2 separate regions of the Sus scrofa genome follow, and region 1 is linked to region 2. The links are chromatin contacts, called in public promoter capture Hi-C maps. All regions are on one chromosome and are shown on one strand. Each heading gives the region's core, a stretch centred on a gene start, on an enhancer-like site or on the middle of the called end of the contact. The rest is flanking DNA. Distances are from core to core; before and after follow the strand shown.

Evidence for each region. Promoter capture Hi-C pulls out the DNA fragments that hold promoters and counts their contacts.
Region 1: a promoter capture Hi-C map of liver shows a contact between it and region 2, with 2.8 times the contacts expected there. The contact joins the promoter of LYST here to the enhancer-like site in region 2. A contact is called at or near these places in 2 of 5 promoter capture datasets (both in liver), 9 of 47 Hi-C or Micro-C datasets (adipose tissue, blood, liver and 3 more) and 1 of 2 datasets of contacts at active chromatin or transcription factors (alveolar macrophages).

Annotation. Positions count from the first base shown.
Region 1 is chr14:55,431,034-55,435,987 of Sscrofa11.1, reverse strand. It overlaps LYST (lysosomal-trafficking regulator), which reads right to left and starts at 2,825. Exons shown (of 54, transcript XM_021073151.1): 1 at 2,290-2,825.
Region 2 is chr14:55,379,168-55,383,613 of Sscrofa11.1, reverse strand. The region is part of intron 1 of LOC110256722 (a long non-coding RNA gene); the gene reads right to left. Among named protein-coding and RNA genes, the nearest start is that of LYST, 52 kb to the left of the region's middle. Within about 2 kb of position 2,978, at least 11 of the 83 cell types and tissues checked have an H3K27ac peak or open chromatin away from gene starts, as enhancers often do. A contact at or near this core is called in alveolar macrophages, liver and omental adipose tissue, where this site is marked.

The sequences.
Region 1 (4,954 bases), core at 1,576-4,075, 53 kb before region 2:
TTGAAAGGATTTTTTTCAGAAGTGTTTTGCCAGAGTCTAATTTTAGAGTTTCAGCGTTAACAACATTGTCACGTTTCAACTGGTTGGCAACTTCTCTGTGTGGAAAACATACTTTAACTGCAGGGGAGGGTCAAATACTCTTTCTGGGGTTTTGCTGTGCTTTAATAATTGAACATTATTCCAGGGAATTTATATATGGCTACATTATGTTATTGAAGACACACACTTCCTAGGCACAATTACCTTCGAGGGAAAAGGAATGCGAATTACCACGCGACCCAGCAATTCCACTTCTATGTTCTCTCCCTAAAGAATTGAAAGCCGGGACTCGAACAAATACTTGGAACTCTGAGGTTCATAGTAGCCTCGTTCACGATAATCAAAAGATGGAAGCAACCCAAGCATCCTTGATGAATGACTAGATCAGCAAAATGTGGTCTATCCATAGTGTGGAATATTATTCAGCCTTAAAAAGGAAGGAAATTCTAACACCTGCTACAACATGAATGAACCTTGAAGGTGTTATGCTAAATGAAAGAAGCCAGGCACAAAGTGAAATATGTGATTCCACTTATATGAGACAGAGTAATTAAGTGCATAGGTAGAAAGTAGAATGATGGTTTTCAGAGCCTGGAGGGGGGAATAATGAGTCATTGTTTAACAGGGACAGAGTATTAGTTTGAGAGGGGATGAAAAAGTTCGGGCAATGGATGGTGATGATGGTTGCACAATGAATGTGAATATACTTAATGCCACAGAACTATACACTTAATATGGTTATAGTGGCAAATGTTAGACTTTATATATTTTAACACACACAGGGACTAGGAGACAGAACAATTCACTGTAATCCAGAGGGAGGAGTATGAGGAAGACTTCTCGGAGGAGGTGGTTTTGTCTTGAAAAATGAGAAGAGGTTTGGTAGGCGGGACAGAAGGAAAGGGTATTCTGGGCTGAGGGAGTAACTTTGGGAAGTAGGAAGGCGATTACAAGGTAATATTCAAGAACCACAGATTATCTGGGGGACTGGGTACTTGCAGGTAAGTTACAAGAGTTGAAGCTCCAATGACAGGGTGAGGGGGGATCTGGAAGCCTCCTACATGCCAGGCGAGATGTTTGGGGTTTTTTTTCTGCAGGCAGTGGGAAGCCACTGGAGTCCTTTAAGTTTGGGGATGTGACCAAGCTTGCATTTTGAAAAGATAAGGTTCGGAAGTTGTGTGAGGGATGGATTGGAGGGGAGAGAGACTAGAGGCAGGGAGCCTGGTGGGGAGACTCTGGAAGTTGTCTCAGAAAGATGATGAGGACCCAAATGGAGAAGTCATGGGAACAGAGAGGGCTGTTGAGCAGAATGTGGGAACCAGCCAGAAGTGGGGGGTGAGAAGCTTCATGGAGCAGAATCAGACAAGGCTACTGGGCTTCTGAGTAGATGGAGTTGTCTTTTCATCCACTTCTCTCTTTTCATCTTCTTCATCCACCTCCCCAGCCAGGCTGACCCACTCCCAAGCTCTTCCAGTCTCCTGGCTCAGAACAATTGCTCAACCCTACTTGGGCTTGTTCTTCCATCCCAATCTCTAAACCCCTGACTTCCATCCTAGGCTCAGCACCTCTCTCCATCTGGCAGGCATTCTGGTTTCTCCGAGCTTTCCCTCTAATCTCATTCACAGTCTTTCCCTTCCCCCACCACTCCAGCCACAGAATTTCTTATTTATCCCTTCATAATTCGCCACTTCCATCCTTAGCTCTATGCTGTCTCCCTTCTCCTCCTAGACCAGTCTAAAGCCTCCTAAATAGTAGCACTTGAGCTCTTCTTATCATAGAGCAGGAATATGATAGAGGCTGAAGGGTTAGATAGGGCTGGCAGTGAGGGGTGAGAGAGGAAGTACCTCTTGACTGTATTGGGTTGATGCACCTTGTCTAATAACACCCCAGGGGAGCCCATCAGCACCCACTTACTGTGTGAGTCCTTACACCTGTGCTGTGCTCAGGATGAACAACCTCACTGTACTGACATCCAAGAATGACAGCTGGAATCTCTCCATTGAGGGTCATTGGCTCAGCCCATTCCAGACAGGTATCTTCCTTCTCCTTCCTCTCAGAGCAAGCAGTCTGCAGGAAGCAGCTCCTGAGAGCACCTGGGTGGCCAGGAGTTCATCTGCTTATCCCCTTCCCTGGTGGTCCTACAGCTCTCAGCCTTTACCTAGCCTGCCCACCAAAGCTGTCCACACACTTGGCTGCCACTGGAGGGTGGGTGTCTCAGAAACACTTGAATCCTATCTGTAAGGTGATTACCTTTTTCCAGGGAGCCAGGAACTCTTCCTTGTTGTCATCACTCTGTAGGCATCTTCACTGCCGGCTAATTAGCAGCCATCTACTCTTGCTGCAGTGAAACTGGAGGACCATGTTGTTATGCAAGCTGGGTCACTTGTTTGCAGTTAACTTCCGGCTTCTGTTCAGCTGACTTAGGGTTGCATCATTCTCCTGGCATTATCAGAGCATGCACAGTTGAGTTGAACAGCCTGAAGCCCCATTAGATGGCAATGGCGAACCCTGCAGCCTTTCCGATGTCACCAGAGGAAGCTGCAGGAGCAGATGGGGAAGGGTAGCTTTATGCACCACAAGAACCTCATGACACAACTTCTCCGTGGGAAGAATGGATCCTCAGCCCAAAGAGGCAATGCACCAAACACGCTGGCACTGCAGCCACCCTTTTCAAAGCCAAATCATCATTGGAAATGACTTCTTGTAAAGCCCTCTGCTGCCTCTCCGTTTGGTGATGAGGCTAGGCGGTCTGTGCTCCCAGGAAGGCAAGTGGCCCTCTCCCTCTGGCTCTTTGGCAGGAGGCCCTGCTTGGATCACGTGGCGTATCTGGCAAATCAAGTTCAATTTCTTTGCAGTGGAGCTGCAGCAGGGCTTTCCAGTTAGTGATTTTGTGGTGGCTTCTGTGAGTCAGAGTGCTCTGATTCTCTGGCAGAGGGGGAGGGCCTATGTTTGCAAGGAGCATCATCACTCTTGTTTTGAGAATTCTGCAGCCACTTGGAGGACATAGAAACAAACTAAACACCAAGCCACTGCCACTTTCACCAAACTCGTAGTGTAGTATTTCTGCCCTTCTTTTGTGCTGACATCTGCCTCTCCCTCTCTCTTTTTTTTTTTTTCTTCTGCTGTTATTCTTTTTGTATTTATTTATTTATCTATCTATCTATCTTTGCTTTTTAGGTCCTCACTCACAGCATATGGAAGTTCCTAGGCTAGAGGTCAAATCAGAGCTGCAGCTGCCAGCCTACACCATAGCCACAGCAATGAGGGATCCGAGCTGCATCTGTGACCTACACCACAGCTCATAGCAATGACAGATCCTTAACCACTGAGCGAGGTCAGAGATTGAACTCATATCCTCATGGCTACTAGTTAGATTTGTTACCGCTGAGCCACAATAGGAACTCCTATTATTTTTTATAAAAATTTGATTACAAATACTCTCATATTTTCAATCCCATGCCTATTATGGATTTCTGGATTAATATTTTATTATTAATAATAAAAAACATTTGTTTATTTTATAGATAAGAAATCTGAGACTTGTTCAATGCCACACTTTTTTTTTTTTTTTACTTTTTAGGGCCCCACCTGCAGCATATGGAGGTTCCCAGGGTAGGGGTTGAGTCTGAGTTGCAGCTGCTGGCCTACGCCACAGCCACAGCAACATCAGATTCAAGCCGTATCTTTGACCTACACCACAACTCCCAGCGATGCCAGATCCTTAATTCACTGAGCGAGGCCAGGGATCGAACCCACATCCTCATGAATGCTAGTCAGATTCTTTTCTGCTGAGGCATGACAGAAACTCCCTGCACTTCTTTCATATATTTATTTTTGATTTTTTAAAAATTTATTTATTTTTTCAATTAGTTTTTAAGTTCTCAAGTAGTTGCTTTATTCCTCTCAATTATTTGTGTGTGTGTGTATATATATATATATATATTTATATATATATATGTATTTTTTTTTTTTTTTTTTTTAGTTTTATTTTAGGAGTTCCCATTGTGGTGCAGCAGGTTAAGAATTGAGCATAGCCACAGCTATGGCATAGGTGACAGCTGTGGCTCAGAATCAATCCCTGGCTCAGGAACTTCCATATGCCATGGGTGTGGCCAAAAAAGAAAAAAAAATCTATTTTATTGAAGTAGAGTTGATTTACAAAGTTGTGTTAGTTTCTAGTGCACAGCAATGTGATTCAGTTATACATATACATGTATATCTATTATTTTTCAAATTCTTTTCCATTATAGGTTATTACAAGCTATTGCATATAGTTCCAGGCACTGTGCAGTAGGACTTTGTTTATTTTATAGATAGTAGTTTGTATCTGCTAATCCCAAATTCCTAATTTGTCCCTCCCTCAATCCTTTCTCCTTTGGTAACCATCAGTTTGTTTGTCATATTGCTTTTAAATGATAACACTGGTCAGTTTAACTTGCAGTTGCAAGCTCTTAACTACCTACTAGGCTACTCTGTGTGTGTGTGTGTGTGTGCGCGCGCACACATGTGTGTATGATACATATATAGACTATACAGATGTGCGATAAGTATTTGTTGAATTACTATTATGTATTACATGTATTTGCTCAGAACTTTCAGTGCTATTACTGTACTTAGAAATTGATATTAATTAGGTTATATTCCAGACACCAATTACAGTTAAACAAATTCATATTATAACATCACGGTGGAGTTTGGAACAATGGCTGTTAAAGTGAATATTTATAATAGGTATTATCGGATTACTTACGGTTCTCAATTTCCATGCCTGGCTAAACACTAAAGTACCTGGCACAGTCTTCATAATTGGTTCCTAAACAGATAGTTGCAAATGTAGTTTAATATTTTATGTGCCATGTATGTGTTCGGCTCTTGATAAGTATCTTTTCAATGAGTCGTGATTGCAACCCCTGCT
Region 2 (4,446 bases), core at 1,729-4,228:
GAATCCCAAATACACCATGGCGATACTATAAGGCTGGCATTAAAAATAAAATAAAATAAAAATTAGAAAAGGCCATCACAGTAAATAGCCAGGGAGTCAGTGTCAAACTCCAGTTCACCGGCTCCAGGGGGGCTGCGCATCCCGAGGCACAGCGGATGCCAGAGAGGATGGGACGGCTGTGGTGACAAGCATACCTGCCCTGTGAACAACATCTGCTTCCTGCTTCCTCCTCTTTCAAAGCCTCTGTATGTGTGTGATAAGTAAGTGTTCCAGGTGTACCAGCATCAGGAGATGGAGGGATGGAAGCCTAGCTGGAGACCTAGTAGGTTGATTGATTGATTGATTGATTGCATTTTAGGGCATTCCCAGGCTAGAGGTGGGAGCTGCAGCTGCCTGCCTGTACCATAGTCACAGCAACGCCATCTGCAACCTAGACCACAGCTCTCAGCAATGTGGGATCCTTGACCCACTGAGCGAGGCCAGGGATCAAACTCCCATCTTCATGGATACTAGTTGGGTTCATTACCGCTCAGCCACAATGGGAACTCCAGGGTTCCGCATTTGAATGTTAGCTCTTTGAATCTTCCTACAAAGTAGGCACAATTAGCCCCATTTTGTAAATATTATGAGCTCTTTGCTTTCCCCCCCTTTTTGAGTGATTGCCATGGTTCCTGGCATTATTCTATGAGCTATACATAGATTAAATCGTTTAATCCTCAAAACGACTCTACAAATAAGTACAAGTATTATAATTGTCTCATAACTGAGGTCATGGAGGCCAAGGTGTATTAAGTAATTTGCCCAAAGTTGTTCAAAAAGAAAACATAGGACATGATTTGAACCTGGGTGCCTTGGCATGGAGCTGGGGCCTGAACCTTTCAGCTAGGCCATCTCCCACTGCAAACGTGCTGAGAGGTCTAGATTTCACTAAGAAAACACAGACGGTAACAGTAGGGCAGGCAGCATTTCAAACTAACATAACCTACTTGAAACCCCACGCTCTTTCCACTGCTCCTTAACTGATCTGCCTGCAAGGCTCTGGTTCCAGGACATGGAAAACCCGAAAATGGCCTTCGTTAGTCAAGAAACCTACACTCTTCGATTCTAAATCTCGTCTTCTGAAGCCCAGCTATGAGGACAGCTGTCATGGTCCCCTTCTTTAAGCAGAACTTGACTTGTAATAAAGGGAAAACCAGTCCTTTTTTTTTTTTGATGAGGAAGGATCCAAGTTGGAATCCTGGCTTTTTGGCCAAATTCTTTCAGAACAGAGATTGAGGTGCTGGAGAAGAAAAAGAATACCAACTCTGTAACTCTGCACTTAAGACAATGACTAAGATGACAAACTTTCTCTGATAGAGGTTGTTTATCCAGAGACAGAAAACTTCTTTGGCTCTCGGCACGCTAAGAAAGCTGGGGAAAACTTTGATGCGAATTGTCCATATGTAATAACATATTTGGAGTCATGTATGATTCAGGTTGCCAAGACCAGGGCTCATTCTTAAAATGTAAAATAAAAATTAGAAAAGGCCATCACAGTAAACAGCAAGGAAGTCAGTTCAAACTCCATTTGAAAAGTTGACCAGGGCACCAGCCCAGCAGTCTGGTTTCCTGCAATTTGCGTCTGCCTGGAATGGATTGCAGCCTGTCAGCAGCTCCTTGGAAGAACCAGGTGCCTTGGAAGGATGCAGAAGACCAGATGCAAAATGCCAGCCAGCAGAAGGAAACCTTGATTCTTGTTTCTTGAAGAACCAGGGGGTCTGACTCAGCAGTTAGGCTCAGACCGGACCCCAGGTGTCTCCTTCCTTGCCAGTTGCATTTCCATCTGGCCCTGCTCCCACCTGGAGCTGCAGCAGAGACCAGAGATGCCGCAGTGCCTTGCTTGGGACAGTGAGGCAGAGAATGAATCATCAGAGGCGGTTTGCAGGTACATAAATGCTACCCAGGTGCAAACAGGTTTATAGCGCTAAGCTGGTGAGAATGTTCATGTGAATAACACCCAGGGGGGCCCTGCAGTTTGCACTCCTAAAGTGAAAAAAAAAAGATATCCGAAGCCACTAAAATGGCAGTGAGAGAGGCTGTTATGTGCATAAGAGCTGGTATTCATCTTAGCCGGCTGCACTGCAAAAAGATGTGGGAGCTACTTTTTGTTTTAAGCTTTAATCATATTCCTTCCATCCTTGTTTCGATTTTGCCAACACTTGCCAATCAGCTAATCTGAACCAAGTCCCATGCCAGCTTCTGGGAGAACAGAACAGGCACAGTCCCTGACCACAGGGAGTTCAAATCTAGCATCTGCTGTGGATCTGCGGGATTGACCCCAAGCTTTGTACTAGCTGATGCGTGCTTTTGAGGGGAGAGGCATAGCAGGCTGGAGCTCACAGCTGATGCCCACATTCTCCTCCACCCAGGGAGCCCTTCTGCCCTCTGTTCCCTGCCACACAGAGGGTGGAGCAGTTTGGATGGCTCTGTAATCTCAGCCACAAAGAGCAGCCCCACCCTTTGTCCCAGTGAAACTCTGGGCTGTCCTCTAACTATAGCCACCCTGCAACCTGGAGCCATCTGATAAGGATAGGTTTCAAAACAGTGCTCCTAATACCTGCCAGCCTCAGGCATGAACGTTGGCTGACCTATTCGGCCTGGGCTGAGAGTTGACAGCAAACGCTGTGAAATAGAATGTGGCGATGTGAACTTAGACACCACTTGGAATAAGATGACACACCCACACGCACGCGCCCTCTCTCTCTGGTGCTTTGATCCAAGCACTTAGGTGATTCAATCCTCAATTTCTAGAAAAAGGAAGGGGTCCTGAGCACAGTGCATTGAAAATTAAACACGAGCAAGTCAGTAGGGGGCAGAGAGGGGATCAACAGAGCGGTGCTGGCTTTCTTCCGGTTCTTGCACGGTAACACGCCCAGGTGGAGTTTGTACCAGAGTGATCTCCAGCCTCTGATCCTGGGAGCTGACAGTGGAGGGTCAGCTTTACTGTGTTTAGAAAGCAAAAGCTGCAGGCATCGCTGGGCAGAGGTTACTGGTATCCTGCCAACAGTGTATCAGCTGTGTTCCGAGCATGCAGAAAGATGCTCTGAAGCTAAGCTAGTTTGGCAATCTTTTTTGGGTAGCAAAAGAGAAGGCTGATAATAACTAAGAATTTCCCAGACTGCCTGGTGGTCCAGGTCTTGCAGTGAAGTCTTTCCATCCATGCATTGGCTCGTGGAATCCCCACCACCACCTTCTGAAGTGATTACTGAAGTGAAGTCCAATCCACAAAAAGGGAAACCAAGCTTTAGCAAGATTAAGCCTTTGCCCAAATGTCATGTATCCCTGCCTGGTGCTTGCCCGCCTCCTCCTGCTAGCAGGATTGCCCTTGTCACTGCCCTGTGATAGCAGGGGGAGAAGCACGGAGACACCTGCCCAGAAGGAGACCTAGCCCTCCCCAGAGGGCCTCAGTCTCCCCACTACACACACACCCATGCTTGGAGGAGGGCATGGTGCCTTCATTTCTTCATCCTTGGCAACTAAAATCTCCCTTCCTCATTTTTGGTTTCTTTTGTTTTGTTTTGTTTTTTTGGTTTGGGGCTTTTTTTGCATTCAGTTGAGATAACCTTACATCTCAGTTCCTGGCACCTAGTCATCCATCCAGGCAAAGCTCATCTCTTGTTTTATTTCATGTTTTTCCCCTTGAGCCCCCTTCCGAATGTTCATTCTTACCCCCATTAGGTTTGCACACTAACACTGCTTATGTACAAGGTCTTACATATAGGTGTACATCTGAATGTACACTCATGTGTATTCATATATATACACACACATGTGTAACATCCTGTATATGTGTTTTTTAAGTTCAATACATAGTACTCTGCCATCCATTTTATTCTATGTCTTCTTTCAATGGGCTACTTTTTTAAGTTATATTCACACTACTGTTTGTAAATCTAGTTTATTACTTCTGATGGTGCCAAGTATTCCATCCCTACCTCTCCCACCATACCCCTGGCTTGAGTGCATATGTGTGTGTGTGTATGCACGTGGATAACCCTTGTTTACTGTCTGTTAACACTGACCGAAATGTGTATTCCATGAGAGTGGGAACTGTGTTGGTTTTTTTTTGTTTTGTTTTGTTTTGTTTTTAATCTTTTTATAGCTGCCTGCAGCATATGGCAGTTCCTGGGCTAGGGGTCGAATTGGAGCTGCAGCTGCCAGCCTACACCACAGCCACAGCAGATCTGAGCCACCTCTGTGACCTAAACTGCAGCTTATGGCAATGCTAGATCCTTAACCCACTGAACGAGGCTGGGGACTGAACCCGCATCCTCACGGACGCTATGTTGGGTTCTTTACATGCTGAGCTACAATGGGAACACCAAGGAACTGTGTTTTAAACACAGTGGCATCCTCGGCAGTTAGAACAGTGCCAGACTGATAGTGCCAACAATAGGTTCTTAATAA